Linked DNA regions of Dromaius novaehollandiae: region 1 is linked to region 2. Evidence: chromatin contacts called from public Hi-C data. All regions are on one chromosome and are shown on one strand. Each heading gives the region's core, a stretch centred on a gene start, on an enhancer-like site or on the middle of the called end of the contact. The rest is flanking DNA. Distances are from core to core; before and after follow the strand shown. Region 1 holds the start of TMED10 (transmembrane p24 trafficking protein 10). Region 2 overlaps LOC135328648 (a long non-coding RNA gene).

Region 1 (4,613 bases), core at 856-3,355, 39 kb after region 2:
GTCCAAGTAAGGAAAGGTTTATGAACTGATTAGAAAAATAAAGATGTACTGAAATGTGCAACAAGTGACGGTAAGTACCATTTCAAAAAATAAACTGAAGCTTAAAACAAGGGCCTGTATATTTGAGCACAGTCAACATTCACTAAGAACATAGAGGCTATGCTAAGGAAAATAGTGTTTCCTAAAATGTCATTTAAATGTAGCACAAGGGCTTCATGTTGGTGGTTTTTTTTTTAAATGAGGGTTCTCTTTATTCCTCTCCAAGCAAAGAGGTCACTCCATCTCTGTGCAGTAGGGCATAGTTCCTGTTCCTTCATCTGAAGGTCAGATAAGCTTGTCGCTTGAGTTAACGCGAAACTAACCCTGCCTTCATCGTACTGCCTCAGCTCTTCTTTAAAGCGTTCTGGTCATGGCTTGGCCTGTCTTGGTCTGCATGTAAACATCTAGCCAAAAAGTTTGGTAGTTTAAGTCTCTTAAGATTGAAGTTTGTACCGATTCCTGCTTATTACTTGCCATTAATGACATGTTTTGCCCACAGGAAGGAATGGTAACATTTAAAAGAAATAAAAGTGAAACAACAGGGTAATACATTTTTTACACAAGCTAATAAAAATAAAAGAGCTTTTTTTTTTTTGTTTTCTAGCAATGCTACCACTCATGTCTTTCTTCTCACCTTTCCTTACCTCCACACACACACAAATATTTGCAGCCAATCCCAGGAGCTAACTACAGATGTGGTAATTGTAATTGCATATTTGGGAAATCTTCCTCCTTCCTTTCCCCCTGCCAAGGCAAGATACACTGAGGAACGCTGCAAGGGCCACAGGAATAAAGAGAGGAGAGCATTAATGCAGATAGTGGGTTATTTAATGCTGTGTTCATAAAAGCTAAACTACTTAAAGTATTAGAGACCAAATGAAAAAAAAAAAAGTAGATCTGTGCATATGCTGGAAAGAAAAAAAAATTATCCAAAGTGTCTTTAAAAATCATGGTAATTATATTTGGTGTCAAAAACACTTGCATATCTCTATCACTATTGTATGGTATTCGCATGGTGCTGATCCACAGAAGAGCGACATCTGATAAAACAAAATTTTCCTGGCTGAAGAAGTCAGAGGGAAAATTACTCTGAAACTTAAAAAAAAAAATGTTAGAAAGGCAAGTGCATCTTCCACCGAAAGATTTGGGAGACATCCAACTGTATAAAAAGTTCTGGGAGTCTGTAGCAGTTCAGATTGCTTGTACATCTGTAGCATGTACCTCTGTATCTTAACACATTTTGCTTTTTTTAACTTATTACCATGTTGTGTAACAGATCATTTCTTGATCCACTATGAAATAGTGGACTCGGCAGTGTTCAATACTTGACTCCCGTGGATCTGCTTCTACCTCGAGAAGATGATCAGACACACACTGAAATTCTCGGCATTCGTAGCTCCTGCAGAAGGTCCCAGTTGCAGCAGGCTCATTTTGGGAGCAGGGGCCAGCGGTGCCCGGACTCAGGGCTGCGGGCCGGGGCGATGCCTGGCGCGCTCGCCACCCAGCCAGCGCAGCGTCCACAGTCTCCCTGAATCCCGCCGGGCACCGCGCGGCCTCCCAGAGACGGCGGCCGGAGATAACAGGCCCTTTCTGCCGGCTATCGGGCCAGGAGCGCACGCGCACGCTTCCGTCACACGTGGCATTTTGTGCCGCCGCTACGATAAAACTACCAATGTTGTTTCAAAAACCCAGTAGTGCTTGTGTTACATCCACTTTACTCTTCTTCCTTCTGACTCTGCTGCCAATATTGAGAGGTGTTTTTTTGGGGGGGAAGACCCCACTGGAGTTCCCTCCCAGGCCTCAGGTACTTTTGTAACCTTTATGGCAGTTCTCTGAAGCCTCAGCCATCACCTGCACTTTAAAGCAGCGTCGCTCTGCAGCGGCTCCGGGTCTACTCTTACTTCCTCCGCCCCCCGCCCGCGGGCACAGCCGGGGAGGCGAACCGCCCGCGCCGTTAACGCTTCAGCCCCCCGGGCTACCCGGCACGCGGGGTCGCCCCGCCCCCCGCTTCCCGCCCTCCGCGCGCGCCCCGCCCCCGCGCCGCCCCTCCCCCTGCGCCGCCCGCGCTCCCGCGCCGCGCGCGCCCCCTGCGCTGACGCACGGCGGCGGCGGTCACGTGGCGCGGGGGAGGGCGCCCGGCCTGTCGCACCCGGAGCCGCCGCCATGCCGCTGTCGCCGCCGCCGCCCGGCCGCCCCCGCCTCAGCCTGGCGCTGGCGCTGCTGCTGCTGGTGGGCCCGGCGCGGCCGATCTCCTTCCAGCTGCCGGGCAAGGCCCGCAAGTGCCTGCGGGAGGAGATTCACCGCGACACGCTGGTCACGGGCGAGTACGAGATCGGCGCGCCGCCGGGCTCCTCCACCGGCCCCTCCGCCAACCTCAAGGTGCGACCGGGGCCCGGCGGCGGCGGGGGCCTGGGGGCGGCGGGGGCGCGCGCCCCGCCCCGCCCCACCTCACCTCCCCGCGCCCCGCCCGCGCGGCGGCGGCGGCCGTGACAGGGCCGCGCGGGGCCGGCGCCGGACGTGGCGGGGGCGGGGCGGGGCCGGAGCGCGCGCGTAACGGCGGCGGCGGGGCCGGGGGCGGCGGCGCCCCGCGGCTTGGCTTCCCCCCGGGGCGGCGGCGGGGTCCGGCCTGTGGGCCGCGCTTTTCCGCGCGCCGTGCCGCGTCCGTGGGTGCCGGCGGCAGGCCTCGCCCGCTGCCTGCGGCGTGGCGGGCGGCCGGGCGCCGCGGTGACGGGCACCCCCGCGGCGCGGCGGGGGAGGGGGGCAGGGCCTGCGCTGTGCTGGGGAGCTGCGCGGGCCGGCAGCCCTCCCGGGAGCGCCGTCGGGGCTAGGGGCGGGTGGCGCCTCGGGGAGCAGCCCGCGGCTTCCCGGCCCCGCCGGCCGTCGTGAGCGGGGCCGTGCGGGCCGCGAGACGTGCGGCGCGGGGTGAGGGTGGGCCGCCGGGGTAGGGCCGCCCTGGGCTGCCTTTGTTGACGCTGTGCGGGGAGGGGAGCGTTGCACTGACGTGGCCGTCGGAGAGCTCCGTCTCTGCGTGCAGCCTGGCGCAGAGGGACCAGGCAGCAGGTCACGGTGGAAGGGCCAGATGGGGACTTGGAAACGAGCTTCTGATAAGCAGTTACTCTGTCCTTTCTGTACCGTGATCTATGTGGATTTTAACGGGGCGTTCTGGCATGCCACGGTGTTCACTGCAAGGAGGAAAGCACCAAGACAATAGCCTGAAGGATCTTTACGGAGTATAGGGGAAAGATCAGCAGAATATATGTGAACAATACTTCTATTTAGGTGACAGGAAGCTATTGAAAGACCACTTTAACAGCTTCACTTTAGTTCTGTTTGCTATCTTCCTTCCCTGGGCTTTCTTCTAATTCCCCAACTATCCAAGCAGATCTATTACTATTTAATCAATTTGCAGAAGCTTTTTTCTGTCTATCTTTTACTTCTCTCTGAGCTTCCAGAGGATTTTAAAAGTGACCATACAAGCAAACAGTGACAAGGCTGTCAGCTCAAGAATCTCTAGGCTCAGAAATGGGAGTGTTCAGTGAGAATTGTGAGATTTTTCTGAGATCATGTTACCCTTGCAGCATCCACCTTCAGATACCTGAAAACCTTGGGATAATGGCAGTCATGCTTGCTTTTGGCTAGCGAAGGCTGTTTCTGAAGTCTTGCTTTTTTTTTTTTTTTTAATTGTTTTGCTCTGTATAGTTACACCATTTGTGAGAGGAGACTTGTCTGTATATAGACAGAGCCAAACAGCTTTAGCCCTTTGAAATGTTGCTATAGCGTTTGCCTTGTAAGGTGCGTGCATTTTAGTCTGAGTGCTACGTTACCTTCTGTCTTTTCTCACTCAGTGATCAAGTGTTGTGGATCTCTGGTTGCCTGCTCTTACGTCAACTGACCTGCAATCTTTTCTGAAACTTGCTTTTATTACAGAGAACTTATCTAGGGAGGTGGTGAAGCCATGAGCCCTATGCCAGGGTTTTAGTCTGGCTTTGCTGCTGAAGCTGATATCCAAATACGAGTGCTCATGGAAGTTTTATTTTATTGGAACTGTAAAAATCAATTTGATTTAAGAAACCAAATGTCACACTGTACTAGTTTGAAAAGCTGCAAAGGAGGAATAGACTATGCTGTTCTTGCTCTTTTTCTTACTCTTCAGGTATGGCCACCCAATGCCCTATGTGTATCTAAGTGCTGCACTTCTGATAGGTGCACACTTCTTTTCCTTTGTGTCTGAGTTGGTGTGGGAAATGTTAGTTCAGGGCATGATATCTGCAGGTGGTCTCCTTTCTTCTGCACTGGATGGTCTGTTTCAGTTCCCTGAATTGGGTCTCCAGAATGTAGGAGGTTGGCAGTTAATCTTGACTGAGCTCGGTATGGTTCCTGTCCATGAGCTCAGTTCTGTGTTTGTGATATTCCAACACTAACAGTGGCACCCTCTGTTTCTGAGGAATCTGCGCAGTTTGCCAGCTGGCTATGGAAGGGAGGCTTTTGGGTGGATGACGTCTCGCTTGGGCCCGGTCACGTGCATCTGTCCCATTGTTGAGGCTGGCAGTTTGGGGAGCTTGTTGGGCTGTTTG
Region 2 (5,050 bases), core at 1,259-3,758:
AGCCAGTCATCCTCCAGCCCGTACTGGTGCACAGGGTTGTTACTCCCCAGGTGCAGGACCCTGCATTTCCCTTGGTCGAACTTCATGAGGTTCCTCTCTGCCAATCTCTCCAGCCTGTTGAGGTCCCTCTGAATGGCAGCACAGCCCTCTGGTGTATCAGCCGCTCCTCCCAAGGATACACTCTGTCCCATCATCCAGGTCACTGATGAATAAATTGAATAAGCATTGCTCCCCTGCACACTCTTCAACAATGTAAAAGTCCTACCGTTGGAGACAGCAGCAGCTACAGGTTAGTGCTGGTTCAGAATTCTTCTAACTTGCCTTCCCTCTATTGTGAAAGGAGGGAAGGCAAGTTAACTTTAGGCAACAGGCTGTAGCGTTGTTGCTCACAGAGAGACCCAGAAGCTGAGCTCTGTCAAAAGGCTTGACTGTACATTTATTGTACACTTAACCCAAACTCTTATCCATGTCTCACTCCTTTCTTGCCACACAAGGATTTCTGTCCTGGGTTCAAAAGATCAGGAAAGAATGTCAGGATCTGTACGTGGACAGGGTTCTTTTTCTTAGGCTGTGGGCTATCTATTTTGCTGCAAAGACATGACTAACGTAATATCAGTGCAGAAAGTTTTGAGGGACCTTAATGCAGGGCTGTGCTTTCCTGCTTTTTTATTTACTTTAGAAATTACCCCAAAATTATACACACAGGGCAACATTTGAATCCAACATGCTCTATATAACCTCTACTTTATCCACAGAGCCCTTCAACCTCAGGATCATGAACATGCTCTGCCAGCATGCTAGTAACAGCAAGACACTCCTTCAAAGATCTAGCTTCTGTCAGGAGTTCAGTATTGGGCTCCCTCACTGGCCCAAGACTGGCTCAGTCCAAAATCTCCCTAAGCCCTTCCTGCAGAACGCAGTTCATAGAGCCAAAAACAGACTTAGCAAAATAAACAAAAGCAAAGCCCTTCCTCTGGCTAGCACAGCCTGTGGGAGTCCAAGCTCCTTGTGTGCTGTGCTTTAATCTTCAGCACTTTTCACAAATGCCAGATCCCAATGCCACAATCCCTGTCAAATTTTTTACCATTTCCTAGGGTGAAATCTGATAATAAAAACCTTCACTGGCCCCAGATCTTCATGGCGTTTACAAGAACAGAGCACCCTATCCAAAGCTCCATTAGGCAAGCTATACCCAAGATCAGCATGTGTACATCTCCAAAAGGCTTAAGGACAAGAGATTTCATCAGAAGGAATTTCAGTTATTAGACTTGCAGATGCACCACAAAGCAAAGAACTCTGAGGGCAAGTCTGGCCCATATCAACCACCTGTCCTTTCTACAAAAAGCATAACTGTCTGCCTGGCCCTGCTGCGAGCAAGGACCCTTGTTATGCTGGGGGAATCTTTGGAAAACAGGTGAGAGTGCAGAGAACTGGCCTCGTGCCACAGAGAATTGAGACAGGATCAGGTGAGTGACAGGGGTAAAAATTTTGCAGAAAGAGCTGGAGGGGCTGCCCAGGGCAGCTCGCTAAGTAGGCTGCTGCACTGTGGGACTGTAGTATCAACTCTTTAGTTTTGACTGAGCCAGTCGCTTACCTTGACTTTAGCAGGGCTTTGCACAACATCTCCCATAGTAGCCTTATAGACAAATCAGTGAGATATGGACTGGATAAGTGAATAATAAGGTGGGTAGGTGGAGAATTGGTTGGACTACCAAGCTCAAAGTGTTCTGATCAGCAGTACAAAATCCAAATGACAGCCAGGTACTAGCGGCACCTCTCAATGCCCAATTCTGGGGCCAATACTTTGTAATGTCTTTATTAATGTCCGGGGTGATGTGGCAAAGTGCACTCCCAGCAAGTTCACACTCTATACCAAATAATGGGTAGTGGCTGATATGCTAGAAAGAAAGGCTACTACTCAGAGGTACCCCAACAGGCTAGATAAATGGGCTGACAGGGACCTGAGGAAGTTCAAGCAAGGCAAATGCAAAGCCCTGCACCTTGGATGGAATAACTCCCCCATGCAACAGTACAGGTTGGGTGCCAACTGGCTGAGTTGTTTTGCAGAAAAATTATTTGGAACTTGTCTGTAAAGAGTTTGGGAATGCAGTGGAAGAATACTGACTCTTTAGTGCACATCCCTAGGATCCTCATTTTTCACTCTTGAGGGTAGTCAAACACTGGACCAGGTCGTCCAGAAAGGCTATGAAATCTCTATTCCTGGAGATACTCAAAACCTGACTGCACAACAATGTGAGCAACCTGCCCTGGTTGGACCTGCTCTGAGTAGGGCAGGGAGGGAGGAACACAGACGGATCTGTAGGAATCATCTCCAGGAGTCCCTTCCTACCTAGATTATTGTATGATTCAATACTCCTCTCCGAGAACTAGTCACTTCTGCTTTTCTCCCCCAGTGCTCTGCTTCCTGGAGGCCAGCAGGGTGCACTGAAAGGCGAGGAATGAAGTATTCCTCGGGCTTACCCACCGGACCAGCAGCACTCCCGTAGGGCTGCAGAAACATGCTGAGACCTCCCAGAGCTGCAATTCGGGTGCCCAGCCTCCAGGGCAGGGCAGGGACTTGGTCAGCCAGCGGCCGACAGAGGGCACTGCGAGATGCTCTTACCGGCAGGGAAGGGGAGCGAAGGCTGCCTGTGCCGGGAGAGCCCCGGCGGGCGGCCGGGCGCCTCGCTCAGGGAGGGCTCGGGGCCGGCCGCAGCCGGCAACGCCAGCGCGCAGGAGAGGCGCGGGGCGACCGCCGGGGCGGGCAGGAAGCGCCGGTCCCGGGGGCTCGCGGGCGGCCTGCCCAGGCGCGGCGAGGAAGGAGACGGTGGCGGGGCTCCCTGGGCTCGCCAGCCAGCTGCACCCACACCAGCACGGGCGCTGGTGCCAGCCCACGTGTTCACAAGCCAGAGCCCCAGTAACTCCTGAGATTGGCTTGATATCGCTGCTTTAAGTGCTGGATGTTGCTTGTTGCTTCAAGCGTTTGAGGCTACAAGGTTCACATTACCCAATTCTCCTCCTTGATCTCGAGATCTAAACACATACCTAATAAAAAATGAAATTTAAATTCTTACATAACCACATGACTCCAGGCACTGGGGCTTTAAGAAATATATAAAACATTACAGGACTGGTGATGAAATCCCAAAGAGTAGCACCAAGACTCTTCCACTGAGAGAGGAGGACCTGGAGGGGACTGCTGAAACTTAGCAGATGTGAGTAGCCTTGTACCATTTTATTGGACACCTCTACTATGGCTTAGGATCATGCTGCACATCCGTTATGAAATCAAACACTATGGCCACAAAGACATTTACACACTTCTCTCCATCAGCTACAGTAAAAACTATAGCATACTGGTTTATATATGGAGATGATAAGTACAGAAATATCAGACATGGGAGGAAAAATCACCAGTGAATGGATGCTTCTTGGGACCCCAGGAAAGAACTGAGTTTAGGGGAGGCAAAACCTAGAACTGCTGCCTAAGGCATCTGACTTGCATGCTGATGATAACAGCAGCGGCATTTTCAGGCATTCCCACGCCAGTCTCTCCACCCTGCTCTCCTGGCCAGGCTTAACACACCCATTTGCAGGGGTGGTGAAAGGAATGGGAGCTCTAGCTGTTCTCACTTGCCATCTGGGAACTTTGCAAAAGCCCTTTTCCTCGGTGGCTTGCTGGCTAACAGAATTGGTAACTGGGATGGCTACAGCACAGACTCCTTTCTATCACCTGAGACAGAGCTAGCAACCCACTTTATTCAGCAAAGATTTAAAGCAAACTTTAAATTGCTACAGTTAGATCTGCCAGAGCATGTCATTCACAGAGTTTAGAGGTATTCATACATATACATAGAGATGATCTAGACATCTGGAATAGTTGTCACAAACCACAAACCTTGTCACCAGGCTGTTGCCACACACTGCCACTGCTATTTCTGAACCCTTCTTGACCCAACTGATCCTACTGATCATAGGCTCAGTGAACAACGTGAGTTGGAAGGGGTCTCTGGAGGCCATCTAGCCCAACTCTGCTCAAAGCAAGGCTGCTCGAGGGCCTTGTCCAGCTGAGTTTTGAATACCTCCAAGGTTGCAGGTTCCTCACCCTCTCTGGGCAAGTGTTTGATCACCCCCATGTTAAAAAAAAGGATTTTAAGGGACACACTCTGAAGAGTCAGTGTTCCCAAACTGATTTTAGGCAAATCACTTACGTACTCAAGACGCTCTTCCACAAGCATTTATAGAGATCTGCCAGCTACAGGATCTGTCTCTTCCCTTGCTCTGGCACTAGTCCCTGGGTCAGGGACCCAGACCAGCTGGAGTTTAACCCTCCCAAACAAATACATTTTTGTACTAGTTTCCTGAACTAATTCACTGAAGGGTCAGACAAGTACCACCACACAAGACAGGAAGAGAACACAATCACATGGACAGGAGCAAAGAAGACAGCAGGACCACAGGACTGGTTTAAACTATCCTAAAACTGCAGTTTCAATGCCTCGATTTACCTGTCTAGTAATATGGGAATCACACTCTTCACAGACTTCACAGGGTTCTGGGGACTGCTAACTGAGTTAGTTCAAAGCCTTGGTTTTCACCTTCAAGGCACTCAGGGGCCTTGGCCCAGAACATTTAAAAAGCATGCACACACACACACAAATCTGAAGATAAACACTATAGTGAACAACTCTAGCCCTCTTGCAGAAGAGGACTCTGCAATACTGTAATGCTTGCTTGTGCAAGAGACACAATCTTCCAGGGACCTGTCCAAATTCGCAGAATGAACTTCCCAGGGACTAAAGACCATCCCAACACTCACCACCTGCACCTCCAGAATGCAAGGCATGCTTCTTTCACCTGTAATGGAAATGCACTGAAACCTAAAATCCACTGGGGAGAGAGGAGCAAACCACACATTCACGTATTAGTCACATTTGAGGTTAGTGGGAAAGTACTTAGATGCTACACTAAAAAGCTCATGGTAATACACAGAATAGAACAGAACACTTAAATCATTAGAGCCCAAAAGGAGCTCCAAGATCCTCAGGTA

What was found. A called contact is a pair of places that touch in the nucleus more often than the background predicts.
Region 1: a contact with region 2 is called in a Hi-C map of liver, with 4 times the contacts expected there. The contact joins the promoter of TMED10 here to the enhancer-like site in region 2. A contact is called at or near these places in 4 of 4 Hi-C or Micro-C datasets (blood, brain, liver and 1 more).

The regions. Positions count from the first base shown.
Region 1 is chr5:26,917,950-26,922,562 of bDroNov1.hap1, forward strand. It overlaps TMED10 (transmembrane p24 trafficking protein 10), which reads left to right and starts at 2,106. Exons shown (of 5, transcript XM_026120344.2): 1 at 2,106-2,418. The coding sequence starts at 2,203.
Region 2 is chr5:26,878,938-26,883,987 of bDroNov1.hap1, forward strand. All of the region lies in intron 4 of LOC135328648 (a long non-coding RNA gene), which reads right to left. Among named protein-coding and RNA genes, the nearest start is that of FOS, 14 kb to the right of the region's middle. Within about 2 kb of position 2,509, at least 2 of the 2 cell types and tissues checked have open chromatin away from gene starts, as enhancers often do.